2 separate regions of the Sus scrofa genome follow, and region 2 is linked to region 1. Evidence: chromatin contacts called from public Hi-C data. All regions are on one chromosome and are shown on one strand. Each heading gives the region's core, a stretch centred on a gene start, on an enhancer-like site or on the middle of the called end of the contact. The rest is flanking DNA. Distances are from core to core; before and after follow the strand shown.

The links. A called contact is a pair of places that touch in the nucleus more often than the background predicts.
Region 2: a Hi-C map of liver shows a contact between it and region 1, with 3 times the contacts expected there. The contact joins two enhancer-like sites. A contact is called at or near these places in 2 of 47 Hi-C or Micro-C datasets (heart right ventricle and liver).

The regions. Positions count from the first base shown.
Region 1 is chr7:87,845,666-87,853,070 of Sscrofa11.1, reverse strand. No RefSeq gene overlaps it. Among named protein-coding and RNA genes, the nearest start is that of AKAP13, 40 kb to the left of the region's middle. Within about 2 kb of position 3,685, at least 73 of the 83 cell types and tissues checked have an H3K27ac peak or open chromatin away from gene starts, as enhancers often do. A contact at or near this core is called in liver, where this site is marked.
Region 2 is chr7:87,950,515-87,957,919 of Sscrofa11.1, reverse strand. The region is part of intron 1 of AKAP13 (A-kinase anchor protein 13); the gene reads right to left. Among named protein-coding and RNA genes, the nearest start is that of AKAP13, 65 kb to the right of the region's middle. Within about 2 kb of position 3,854, at least 5 of the 83 cell types and tissues checked have an H3K27ac peak or open chromatin away from gene starts, as enhancers often do. A contact at or near this core is called in liver, where this site is marked.

The DNA.
Region 1 (7,405 bases), core at 2,436-4,935:
GGTTCAGAGACATTACAAAAATAGTAAGTGGCAGAGCCGGGCTCTGAACCCAAGGACACTTGAATCTTAACTAGGCAGCATGTCAGGCTTTAAGAAGGAAGTGTGGGGATTAAAGAAAATGAAACCATTAAGGAGCAATTTTAAGGGGCTTAGAACAGTATTACCTAGAACATAGTAAGCATCCAATAGATGCTAACTACTGTTATTGGCATTATTATTATTATCAGAAGACCATCTGCAAAACGGTTTTTTGCAGGGAATCTCTGACACATGCATTTCTTAACCATATCTCATAGGTCAACTAATACCTGGAGATAAGACAGTGATCATTATTCAGATGATAATGTCAGTGGTTACATTCACAGAGAGATGTGGGCTTTGTAAGTGTTCCAGGGTCTCCATTCTTGGGGGGAAAGGGCTGTCATATGGGTTTCCAGATGGCTGTTGACTGGTCCTGGAAGGAAAGATACAGAAATTGCCTAGGCTCAGAGCGCTGGTGGCGTTTTTAAAGAAGCAAACCCTGCTGTCCCTGTTACAAAAAGAAAACAGTCATGGGTCATAGATAAGAGACAGAAGGGCCGGGGCAGTTGAGAAAGGCTTGCCTGGAACTCTGCCTGACACGTTTCGAAGTTAGTGAAGAAGACTGGAGTGTGGGGTGGGAGTGGAGGTGGGGGCGCTCATTATTGAAGACCAATCTAATTAAGGTAAGAATAGAAGGAACAACATATTTAAGGACTGAAGAAGAACATTCAAATTTACCCCAATTTTCACCTTTGAAACTTGCAGTATGTGGGCTACTAGCTTGCTATTCAATTTTTTAAGAGTTTAAACAGTCAGTTATGTTTGGGTCACAGGGCCCCCAACTCTTTCCCTAGTCCGGGTCATGGTTTATGCTGTTTTCTTTGTTTACTTTCTTTGCTGGAGCATCTCCTGCTACTTCTCAAGGTTTACTTCAGTATTATTTCCCCAAAAGAAGCCATCCTAAACTGCCAGCCCCACCTCTCCCTCTCCTCACTTAAGGTCAAGCACTCCTCCTCTGAGCTAGATGAGACATCTCCACCTACATCACAGCTCATTATCACTTTGAATTGATCTCTTGTTCTGCATTGAACATACCTGGAATGTGTCTGAATCACCTTTTAGACCCAGAGGATCTGGGCCTTCTGCCGTCCGTCAACATGGTGACTGGTGTGCAGTAAGCACCTAAGAATGAAGACTTGGATCGAACTGCATCCAAAACAGGGAGAACCTATGTTGGTTAACCATGCACATGGTAGTTACATGTTAAAAAACAATCTATCTTCTCTTGTTCCTGTCCCTCTTACCTTACCCAGTATTCTCTCTAATCACCAAATCCTGTTTGGAGAGATAAAAAACTATCTTGAAAGGCAAATCTGAAAATCTAAGTGTAAAAAGAGATGACAAAATGACCACCAAGGCCCAGGATGAATGATTGGGTGATACATTTTATCTTTCCCAGAAGGCAAACTTCCTTGGACCTCCCTAATGTTGCCTCCATTCATTTCATGTCCCTTTAGGTCAACAGCCAGAAATGAAAATAGATGCTGGCTCTCACAGCAGCAGACTGCCTCCAGCTCATCTTCCTTTCAGTTCTAAGCTGGAATCCAAGTCTGATGTAGGCTACGGTATGCAGGATTTGAACTCCCCTGGCACATGTATAATACAGTGTGATCCAACCAGTAGCAGAAATTCCATGTTTATGCAGAACAACATCTGCAGATTTTATCTCCAGTACAGCCCAGTTACAGTCACACTTGGTATTTGAAGAATGAAATGAAGCAACCACAGAAAAAGATAAAATGGCAAGTACTCTCTGTCCAGAGTCTCTGTAGTTGTTTCAAATACAAATAGGCTTCATAACTAGAACAGGAAAATAGGAAGACTGGGCATGGGGGTGGGGATGACAGAGATATGAGTATTTACCTATCAACTGGCATATATAATTGGTCCTACATCAGCTTTAGAGGGGAAGGAACAAACTATTTAGAGCTGGAAGGATATGGACTCCTGGCTCTTGCATGTGCAAAACGATGTAGGTACAAAGCTATTCATTGCAACACTGTTTACAGTAGCAAAAGATTGGAAACAACCCAGTATCCAACAGTAGAGAATGGGTTAATTAAATGTGGTACCTCCATACAATGGAATATTGTGCAGCTGTAAAAGGAAAAGAATGAAGAAGGTTTTAATGTGCTGACACAGAAAGATCTACAAGATATCAAGTAAAAACAGCAAGACACAGAGCAGTATGTATATAGTATGCCATGTTTTGTGAGAAAATGGAGTCAAAATAAGAATATATTTCTCGGGAGTTCCTGTCGTGGTGCAGTGGTTAACGAAACCGATTAGGAACCATGAGGTTGCGGGTTCAGTCCCTGGCCTTGCTCAGTGGGTTAAGGATCTGGCATTGCTGTGAGCTGTGGTGTAGGTTGCAGACGCTCAGATCCCACGTTGCTGTGGCTGTGGCGTGGCTACAGCTCCGATTCGACCCCTAGCCTGGGAACCTCCATATGCCGAGGGAGTGGCCACAGAAAAGGCAAAAAGACAACAACAATAACAAGAAAATCAAACAAACAAAAATAATATATTTCTCATTAACTGGTATGCATAAGGAAATGCTGAAAGTGTCTACATAATAAGGAACACATGATGGTAGTTATTACCTGTGTATGAAGGCAACTGGATATTTGGGGGTCATGTGGATGAGAGATTTTTCTAGGCTTTATGATTTTGAATGATGTGACTGTATAATCTATTTATAAACTAAATCAAATAAACAAGCATCATAGCTCTGTCACTTTGTTACCAGCCCACCCTGGAAAATTACTTAACATCTCCCAGTCCTGATGTTGACATCAGGGAAATGGAGATATTTATATTCGCCCCCCTGGCCTGTTAGGTCACTAAGCAACTGAATGCAAAAAGCACTAAGCAACTGAATGCAAAAATTTGTGAGCCTGGAGGGGTGCTCACAAATATTGGGTGATTTCCTTTCCCTGTGGAAGTGCCAGTGCCTCTCTGTCCTGCGACCGGATTGTGATTCACTGGTTCAGAACTTTTCAGGAAGTATTTCAGGAGCAATTTTCTCTTGCTTGCCTTGTCCTGACTGAGTCGTCACAGGTTAAAAAAAAAAAAAAGTCCAATGACCTTAAGAATTCAGTGGCCTTTGAACACTCTTTTAGGCGGGGCAGCCTCTAGAAACCTCTGCTTCATTTCCCAGATTGGTTGATTTCTTCCACTTGGGTTCCTCCTGTAGCGTCAACTCAGGCCCAACCTCCAGGGGAGCAGTCCCAAGGCTCAGGTGCCACGCTGGGAAGGAGTCTGCCTGCCTGAGCTCTGAGGTTCCTTCTCTCTCCACCCTTGCTCCACTGCTTTCTCTCCAAATCCATTCTCTGGGCTTCAGAATCCCAGCGGGGTCAGGGGACTGTTATCAGCGGACCAAGCTTTCAGCCCCAGGGGAGTCCTGGGGAGAGGCCCGGCAGTCGGAGGAAGGGCTCTAAGAGGCCACCCAGCATCCCACCATCTGTGATGGAGGGGCTACAGCATTCTCTGACTTCGAGGCCGGTGTTTGATCTGCCTCCGGCCTTCGCAGAGAGCCGCAAGCACAGCGCGGAGGTTATGAAAGAACACAGTGCTGGCTGAACACACATTCGCTGGAGCCCTTTCGGTTTTCGGGGAAGGGACCGAGCGCGGCCTCTAGCGGCCTCTCCTAGACCTGCTCTCCAGAGTCTTGACCCTTGTGGATTGTTCAACTGAAACTCGGCCACAGCTCCGTGGGAAAGAGGCAGCGGGATCGCGGGACGTTGTCCTCGGAAAACCTTCCACAAGCAGAGTCGTGGTCTGTCCTGCAGGCAAGCGTGTGAATCCGGCTAGACCTGCCTCCCGAACGGTCGAGCTCCAGCGCATTCACAAGGGCATCCAGAGCTCCTCCCCCTCCTCCTCCCTCCAGGTCCTGCGGGTCCGACTCCTCCCCCATCTCTGTTCCCCTCTCGTCTCAGTTATCAAGTGCTGCCTGCCGCACCTAATCTCAGGCAATGATTTGCAGCACTGGTTGCTGCATTCCTTCAAACTCTCCTTTGCAAAGATTCTGGGACCTAATCTTTCTTTCTTTTTAAAATTTTATTGGAATATAGTTGATGTACAAAATTATGTTAATTTCAGGAGTACAGCACAGTAAATCGGTTATACATATATCCATTCCTTTTCAGATTCTTTTCCCATATACTTTATTACACAGTATTGAGTAAATTTCCTTGTGCTATACACTAGGAGGTACTTAATATTTCTTCAATGAATCAATCTGGGTAAGTTGAATGAGGACTTTAAGTTGAAACTGATCCAGTCACCTTAGTCTATTTTCTAAGTTATTTAAAATATACAACATTGACTTTTTTCTCGTTACAAAATTTTGGTACTATGGAATGCTGTGTTGGAAATACTGATCAAATCAAACTCCCTGATTTCATGGAAGATCAGTATAAATCTTAACTTTGTTCCTTATGAGAAAAAACCAAAAACAAAAACCCACCAAATACTTGTGCCCTCATTGGGTGCATGAAGCAGTTTTAGGTACTAGCACTACATTTTCTTGAACCCAAGGTGGATCCCTTTAAGGGCAATTAAAAAGATATAACATGACATTGATTTTTTTGCACACATTCTTTCAAATTTCTGTTTTCTATATTACAAGCTACCATCCACAGAGGGTCATAAATCCTCTGGAGAAGTCATATGTTACACCACGTGGTTTGCTTTGCATCTGTTTTGCAGCTGTTCACTTTGCAGTTTTATTTTGCCTTTTGGAAACCTTAGAACAGTGCTTCTCAAACATGAATGCGCATATGAATCACTTGGGGGATCTTGTTAAAATGCAGATTTTGAGTCAGGAGGTCTGGGGAGGGCTGAGATTCTTCACTTCTAAGGAGATGCCAGGTGGTGCCAATTCTGCTGCTCTGGACACCACACTTAGAGTGGTAGAGTTGTTGAAAAACAGGAACAAAAGTATTCTGAGAGTGCTCATGGGATCAGTGTCAATGTGCTTGCACTGAGAACCAGTCTGGCTGTGGAGGAGTTCTCCTTGAAGATTCTAGTCTACTTTCCCCCTCATCCTTCACTTTCCCTTTCTTTCAAATATTCTTTCCTGTTGTCTGGATTGGAGAGAAGCTGGGAGGGAAAAGCCAAAAGCTATGTTGATTCAGGATGTGTGGGTAGCACCTTAGGTTTCTTCAGGTCATCTGGGCTAGAAGAAAATAAAGGATCCTACAGCCAGCTATAACTGAAACCTCTGCGGCCTCTGTATTTGGTGTGTGAGCAACCAGAAGCAGACCCTAAATCAGTGGTTTCAGTTCCTTCAACTTTATTTTACTAATGTGAGAGAAGCAGCAGGCATCTGCAAGGAGCTCTGCTCTGCTCCCTCCTTTACATGTGCTGTGACTGGGGGCAGGGTTTCTCAGCTGCAGCACTGTTGACATATTGGGCTGGATAATTGCTTGCTGTGGGAGAACCTGAGTGTCCTGCACACTGTGGGATATTTAACAGCATCCCCGGACTCTACCCTTTAGATACCAGTGGCACCTCCTACCATTTAGTTGTGATAATAAAAAATGTCTCCAGACATTCCTACATATCAACTTGGAGGTCAAAATTTTCCCTGGTTGCGAACCACTGATCTAAAGATAAGGAATCACCTGTCAGTTCACCCAAATATCTACCTGTCCCAACCTTATCCCTGCCTTTTCAAATAACATCTTATTTTTCACTTTCTAGGTGGAATGTTTCTAAGTGGGATACCATGAAATGAAGTTTCCAAATAAGTGAAACAAAAGCATATGGGTTTGTACTCTGTGCCTATTCCAATGGATTAGTTCTGGCTACTAGAGATACTAGGTTGAAAAAGATTTTGAAGATTCCATATGCAGCAGGAAAGAATGCTGTCTGCCACGGGTGTGAGGTAGAGGGGCCATTATGTTTGTCATGGGTTTGTCTCATTTAAACCTGTAAATTGCTGTTTTCCTTTGCGCCCCAACATTCAGTTTACTCTCAATGAGGCAGTTGCTTTGGCCTAATAGAAAGCATGTTGGCCTTGGGATCTGAAGATTTAAGTTGGAATCCCAGCTATGCCATTTACTAAATAGGACCTTGAATGAGTGGGTGATTTAATCTCCTCTAGTTTCTTCAGTTTAGAATAGGGCTATTTATTCATTCCTAGCTCATATGATGGGTGTAAGGATTAAAGGAGATAAATGAAAGTTTCTAAAAAGTATCTGTTTTATGAGGAATGCTGAGTAATATATGTGTGTTGATAAATTATTTATTCCTCCAATAAATAGATGATATGACTATATGGCCAGGGAATACTATCCTACATTAAATGTTTGGAAAATTTTGGAAGAGGAAAGTAGGGCCCTACAAGGGCTTGTCCAGAAGGAGAACGGAAAGAGCCAATAGGATTGGGCTAATCATCCTCTCACAGTGAAGGTATATTTGGAAGCTTTCAAACTGGCTCCCCCTGAGAGAATAATTTAGAAGAAGGAAGAAATATCTGTATTTTCACAGATGACTCATTAGGGAATGAGTCCTCAAAGGGTTGCTCCCAGACTAATAGCATCAATATCACCTGGGAGTTTGTCACAATGAATTCATGGAGACCAGACTTTAAAAGCTTACTTGAGGAGTTCCCGTTGTGGCACAGTGGTTAATGAATCCAACTAGGAACCATGAGGTTGCAAGTTCGATCCCTGCGCTTGCTCAGTGGGTTAAGGATCTGGCGTTGCCGTGAGCTGTGGTGTAGGTTGCAGATGTGGCTCGGATCCCGTGTTGCTGTGGCTCTGGCGTAGGCTGGCAGCTACAGCTCCGATTGGATCCCTAGCCTGGGAACCTCCATATGCTGTGGGAGTGGCCCAAGAAATGGCAAAAAGACAAAAAAAAAAAGCTTACTTGACTCATAGGCAAGAAACCCAGACCCTCACTCAGAGTTTTTTTTATCTTCATCTTGCTTCTTACAAAGTATGAATTTTCTAATCCATGGTAGAAAAGAAACAGCAAATTCAAAGAGGTAAAGTGGAGGTATTAGAAGCTGGCCCAATGAAGACAAAATAAAGTGACAGTTGTTCCCGTTGTGGTGCAGCGGAAACAAATCTGACTAGGAACCACGAGGTTGTGGTTCGATCCCTGGCCTGGCTCAGTGGGTTAAGGATCTGGCATTGCTGTGAGCTGTGGTATAGGTCACAGATGCGGCTTAGATCCTGCGTTGCTGTGGTTGTGGTGTAGGCCAGCAGCTGTAGTTTCAATTGAACCCCTAGCCTGGGAAACTCCATGTTCCACAGGCGTGGCCCTAAAAGGCAAAAAATAAAAAATAAAAATAAAAAAATAAAGCAACAGTTGA
Region 2 (7,405 bases), core at 2,605-5,104, 100 kb before region 1:
ATCGGAGCTGTAGCCACCGGCCTACACCAGAGCCGCGTCTACGACCTACACCACAGCTCACGGCAAGGCGGGATCCTTAACCCACTGAGCAAGACCAGGGATCGAACCCACAACCTCATGGTTCCTAGTCGGATTCTTTAACCACTGCGCCACAATGGGAACTCCAAACTTCCTTTTTTTTTTTAACCTTAGACCATACTACCTCCCAAAATCTGTAACCGTATTTCTATGTAGGACACATACTGTTGCACACACATGGATGGGCACAGGAACTAGTGGGACAGAAAACAGGTGTTTGAATATTTAGATCAGGGAAGTCACTAGCCTGGAAAAGCCTAAGAGACAGGGGCAACCACCCACCCTTCAAGCTAGACTTTAACCCTTTGGTTGCTGGATCATAGGGAATGTGTTGGAAGGTAGGGGGTCACCTTGGGGAAGGTCCAAGGGTAGCCACAGCAAGAAATGGTGAGAACAAGGGCTTGGGGCAGCATTTCAAATTTTAACAATTTGTGCTCACCCAGTGCATACTAGCTGGATGTGAGCATGCAAGCATGTATTTTTTTAAAAGATTAAGGTCAGAATTACAGGACTGTGGTTTCCACATTTCAATCAAGACACATTAACAACAACTCATTATCAAGTGATTCCAAGCACTGCCACCAGCATCATCATCTAGGAGAGAAAAAGCAAAGACCCAACAAAAGCCTCCCCAGAGGATGCTCTCTGCCAAAGCTGACTCTTGAGTTCTAATGCCTTTGATGTAGCCTGTCTAGCTCCAATGCATCAGGCTCCTTTTTGCCCTTTCTCAGAAACAAGAGGGTAGCAGGAAAGGAAAGCAAAGAAAAAAGGCAAAGGGGAAAGCAGCGCACACAAAAAGACCCAGTGTTCACTGCAGACCTCCAAAAGAAACCAGCCCTGGCACGCTTCAAAAACCACCATATCCTACCATTCTGTGCAATTCAGTCTTGGCTGCAACTTAACCTACTGATCTCATAACAGTGTGGATCTATAAGACCCAGAAAGAAACACTGTAGTGACTGAAATCAGTCAGTCTGGTTACAACCAGGCATTTAGGAAAAACCAGGACAAGCAAGCCTCAATTCTTCCTCGGGTCTATGCTCATCAACCTTTCCCCTCTCTTCTCATAAAAAATATTAAACAGTAATGATTTCTACCCAATTCATTCATTAAATTTAGGAAATACTTAAATCTATTCCCTCAAGTAATTTCTTCTGTCCCATTCTCCCTCTCTTCTCTTTTTGGAACTTCAACTGCATGCAGATTTCTGGCCTTTTCAAAATTGTCCTTTAGAGCTCTGGGGTTCTGTTCATTTTTGTTTCCATCTTTTTTTTCCTCTAGAGTATGGCTGAGAAGAAAAGAAAGAGCAAGCAGGTCTGTATAAGAGGCAGCATGGCTAGAATTTAGTGATCATACACACTCAGGAGTAAAGACTAAGTAGAAATCTAGAAGGATTTTTACCTCGACTACCTACATGGTGGTATGATTAAGAAAAAAGAGGAGTTCCCGTTGTGGTAACAAACCCAACTAGTATCCATGAGGACACTCGATCCATGGCCTTGCTCAGTGGTTAAGGATCCGGTGTTGCCGTGAGCTGTGGTGTAGGTCACAGACTTGGCTCAGATCTGGCATGCCTGCAGCTGTAGGTCAACCACTGTAACTCTTACTCAACCCCTAGCCTGGGAACTTCCATATGCCACAGATGTGGGAAAGAAAGGAATGAAGGAAGGAAGGAAGGAGGAGGGAGAGATAGAAAGAAAGAGAGAGAAGGAGAAGAGAGAAAGAAAGAGAGAGAAAGAAAGAGAGAAAGAAAGAGAGAGAAAGAAAGAAAGAGAAAGAAAGAAAGAGAGAGAAAGAAAGAAAGAAAGAAAGAAAGAAAAAGAAAGAAAGAAAGAAAGAAAGAAAGAAGAGCAGATGGTAATTTTAGGGGGATGATCAATGAGTTAAATTCTAGATATGTTGGTTTTGAGGTATCCTTGATATAGTCAAAAGCAATAGTTCTTGACAATGAGCAAAAAGATAAACGTATCTAAAGTTAATGAGAAAGTCTTGGTCAGAATGATAAACTGGGAAATCATTAGCATGTAAGTAGTAGTCTAAGTCAGAGCAGATATGAAATCACATAGACAAGGACATGCAGAAAAGCAGAATCCAAACCAACACTTTAAGGAAAACAAATATTTAGAAAGAAGCCAGGAAGTTTGGAGAAACAAGAGAGGTTGGTGTAACAAAAGCCATTAAAGAGGAGACTATTCTAGTAACAGCAAGATTGATGCTTATAATAAAATCATGGCCCTTAATCATTAAGGAAAATTTAAACTATTAAGTAACCCGTAACAGTACATAATGCTTTGCAGGGAAAAAAAATGGCCCAAATGCTTAAAATAAAGTAGTTTTGAAGGAAAAACTTGTCAGTTCTAGAAATTATTCAAAAATGATTTCCCCAAGTTTCAAGGCAGCAGAAATCTGGTTCCTGCTGTCCATATTATGCACTTAAAAAAAATCAAATATTTTTAAAAAAATACTTGAATCTACAAGGGTTTCGTTTATGATGTAAAACCTGGAAATAACCTATTTAACATTAGGAAAATGATTAAGGTCATTTACAACCATAAGGGAAATTAATAGTATGTGCAAATGCTTATAATGTAAAGTGATAAAAATCAGAATATAGATATGGAGTGGTCACATAGTAGAGGGGAGGGAACAGACTCAAAAGTCTGGTAATTATTCCTGGAAGGTGCAATTACAGGTAATTTTTATTTTTCTACTTCATATTCCAAAATTTCCGTAATGAGTTGTATTACATATACCAGAATTTCCATAATGAGCATATATTACCAAAAATCAGGATAAAGGGAATACTTACTTTGTAAGGAATACTTAAAAGTTAGTATTTTCTTAAAAACTGCTTAAGGCAGATGCCTCACACATTAAAGGGATCTGCTTCTATCTGGCAGAAACATTCAAATCTCTTTTCTTGACCTGTGGCCTACAAAGGTCATATAGGGCTAGGGCGGTCATGGCAATTTAGCAATGTAGTCACAACTCAAAGTCACCGTCCATCAAAGGTTCTGTACATGAAGACAGAGTAAATGGAAGAGCCTAAAATAAAGTCAAATCTTCGTTACCACACAAGAGATATCTGCAAAGGACAAAGCTTGAGCAAACAGCTATGTCTGAGTAGAGGGTTAACATACAGACCACCACAAGGAGTCAAGGGCTACAACTAACACATGGTGCTGGGACAGGAAATCTCCACCTCCATCTACTATGGCTCCAAATCTGCACATGAATGAATGGATTCAGTCCCCCCCCCCCAACGCTTCCCAACAGAAAGGCAGATCCTCCACTATCAAACTCTCAATGCTCCCCTCACCCTTATTTTTCAAAAAGTCTTTAAAGGCCAGGAGTGTGTCATCTTCTATTTCATAGCCTTTGAAGCACCTGGCACAGCACCAGATCACAGTATGTCCCAACAGTACTGAGAAAAATCACTCACTTTGGAGATCAAATAGACCTATCTCTTACTATTTTAGATAAGTTACTTTTAAAGATTGATAAAAACACAAATATCAAAGTATTTCATGAGGTTTGGAGCAATTCTAATCTGGAAGCTACTAGTCCAGTCAGAAAAAAGGAGATCATACCTTTCTTACAACACTGTTGGGAGGATTAAGCAAGCCCAGCACGGAGTAGATAATAAATGATAATTGTTACTGTTTCAAGTATTGAAAGGACTGAGAAACATCTCCCCAGAGCCATAACCTCATGGAACTTTGAGGGACAACTCATGAGCACAGCAAAAGCTCACAGCCAATAGTTTGCCATGAGCTGACAAGACTCACTATGCAGGGAGAAGCTGCCAACTTGAGCTGTAAGCAAAGAGAAAGTGAGGGGAGTTCCCATCCTGGCTCAGAAGTAATGAACCCAACTAGTATCCATGAGGACATGGGTTTGATTCCCGGCCTTGCTCAGTGGGTTAAGGATCCGGCGTTGCTGTGAACTGTGGTGTAGGTTGCAGACAAGGCTCAGATCCCACGTTACTGTGACTGTGATATAAGCTGGCAGCTACAGCTCTGATTGGACCCCTAGCCTGGAAACTTCCATATGCCACAGGTGAGGCACTAAAAAGACAGAAAAAAGAAAGAAAAGAGAAAGTGAGTTCAATGAGTCTCCTATAGACTGAGGCAGTGCATCTGGATTCTGATTAAGGAGTGATCAGGATTAGTTTTCATCTCTAACACTTTATTAATAGTCAACTCCAACCCAAAGCAGAAAGGCCTGTTTAACTAAAATGTTCAGTATATATAGCCAGGGAGTAAACAATTAAACACTTCCGATTTTGCTTACAATAAGAAGGATGAACTTTTAATAGTTTAGAGTAGAAAGGCACAAAGGGTATGATTCTTTTCTCCAAAAATTACCTCAAGTTTGGAAAAATGCCATGGACTCCAAAAAGATTTTTTGGGCTTTCTATATTTGAGGCAAAACAAGGAAGATCTAAGATCTAAGACCTACTGCTCGGGGTGGTGCATAAAAGAATTCCTTATCTTATTTCCTCCTTTTCTCCCTATCAGAATGAACTTCAGACTACATGATATAAAATAAATAACAGCAAAGAAAAAAATTAACAGCCCAAGATACAGAGACACCATCAATGCCTGACTTAAAAGAGTTTGTCATAGGCCAGAAAAAGATACTTCCTGAGTCCTGAAAGATTGTATTAGAATAAAAGAGATGTAGAGCAGCAGTTTAGCAGTAAGAAAGCAGATTCCATAAATTGTAATCTACTAGAGAGTTATCTCAATATCAGACACGAACTGCTAAAGGGATGGTTTGAAGCCTTAGAAAGGGAATCAACAATCTAGAAACTCGGCATACAGTCACAATTAAGACACACCAGACAGACTATGGGGTTTCTTTTTTATAACTTTTTTCATCCTAGGGATTGATATCATGTCTGAATTTCAAGAAAACACCTGCTCAAATCCCCATGATACTGTCGTGAATAAAATGAAGAAATCTGGGTTGTGAGAACATGGTAGCCTCAGCTAAGCATAGGGTAACTAAAATTCTCCCTCCCCCAGCACATAATTTTATCTGTGCTTCCAGGTTAAGGCACATTCTAGGAATTTGGGGACTCCTTGGGGGTGGGGGAGAATAGGCCCCATACCCCAGGGTTGCCATCCTAACCCTCTGTTTCAACAACAAAGCAAAACATAACTGATGAACATCTCCAAGAAACAAGGTTTCTAGCATATGCAAAGGCAACTCTTCCCCACTGCACCACTGTCCAATTCTGATGAACGCTTTTACCAAGGTCTAGAAACAACTAATGATGAAATATACAGACTGAGATTCATTAAGAACACTAATATACTGAAAGTTAAGACTGAAGATCCAAAGCCCTTAAATAGCTATAAAATGGGTATAACAAGGATGTACACAAGAGACCGAATGTACCAAGACGAAGTTTAATACAGATACAAACGAACCCTTCACTTCTACCTCAAAACACCCAGAGCTTCCATTAAAATATCCAAAGGAAGGAACAGAGAGAAGAGAGAAGAAATCTATCCTTTTGGCATATGTAGAAAGGTATCTGTGACTTTCGGTAACCAACCACCTTTCCTGTCAATAAAATAAAAACTAAGGTTCTCAGGTCAAGGAAGGCAATAACCTGGCTCAATTTCTTGAGAACTGTTAAGAGACCAAACAAGAAAAGTGAACCGAGCCTCAGAAAGCATATGTGAGTTATGATAAAACATCTATTAATGCTAGATCAAGATGGCAGCTCAGGGGTGCAGGGATTCTTTGGGAAGTGATGAAAATGTTTCAAAATCACTGTGATAACTGTTACAGCACTCCGTGAATATACTAAAAGCCACCGATTTGTACATTTTAAAAGGGTGAATTACATGGCATACGAATTACATCTCAATCAAACTGCTTAGAAGAGAGGTGAAAATCAAACCCAGATCCATACTCATTCCATTTTACTAAAGAGCTTTAAAAAAAAAAAAAAAAGACTATTATTTTAAAAACAAATCAGGTTCTATCATTTTCTGACTACATATCTCCTTTCATCTTAACCCATTCCCCATTCCTTCCTCAGAATTCAGAAAGCAGGGTAAAGAACATTAAGTCCTTCCAGTAGATGCCAAACCCAGAGAAGTCACAGAAACTATGGCTCAAGTCTTCCCACACATTGTTTATCCGGTGCTCATTGTGCTCCAAACAAAAAGAGAATCTCATTTACCTGACTTGCATTTCCAAGAGTTTGACAACGTCCACAGTCCACAATGTTATCCAACACAGTCAACAGATTCAAGGTAGGCCCTGCCCCCACCGCTATCCCCCAATTCCACTTCCATCCAAAACACACAATTTTGTACTTTTTACATAATGTGGCCTCTAATTAGTTAAACCTCATACATCCATTTAACCTATAATTACAGAGTTCTTACTACCTGCTAGGAGAAACACCAGGTAGTGTGGAGACAATGCTGGGTCCTCTGTGCTCTCAGAGGGCTTAGAGTCTACTGAGGGACAAAAATCAAATAATCACACAAATAAATAGAGAAGTGCAACAGTAGTATCACAAAGATGAGGTACACCATATTATGAAAACAAATAACAGGGAGATTTTAACTCTTCAGAGAAGTCAAGGAAAAACTTCCCTGAAAAAGTGAATGTCTAGACTTAGAGCTAAGAAACAAAATAACACAGACCTTAGCAAAAGAGAGTAGGTAAATATGAAGGATTTAAAGAAATCAAATATGACTAGAGTAAAGAGAACGGGTTGGGGAGGGGCATATTGTGTGAAATGAGGCTGGAAAAGAGTGTAGGCACCAGACCATTTAGGGCCTACTAGATCCTGTCAACTATTTTGGCCTTTATTTCATTTTGGCATATTTACTTGTTTTGGCTGCACCCTCAGCATGAAGAAGTCCTCAATCCAGGGAGAGAACCCATGCTACAACAGCAACCCAAACCACTGCAGTAACAATGCCAGATGCTTAAGCCACCGAGCCACCAGGGAACTCCGCTTTCCTTTTGTTGTGTTTTGTTTGTTTGGTCTTTATTTTAAAAATAAAGGTCACAATTAGATTTTTAAGGATCACTTGTTCATATAATGGACAGAAGAGTGAAAGCAGGAAGTGGATACAGAGATTCCAGCTAGAAAGCTGTGGCAATAATTCAGGTATGAAGGAACAGCTAGGGCTCACATCAGCGATGGAGATGGAAAGAAGGGAGTAAATAACAGATATTTGGAGGTTAAACATAGTATGGGATTAAGAAAAAAGGACTACCAAGGATGATGTCTAGATTTCTGCCTCTCATGACATAGACTGATGGGGTACCATCTATCAAGAGTGGAAAA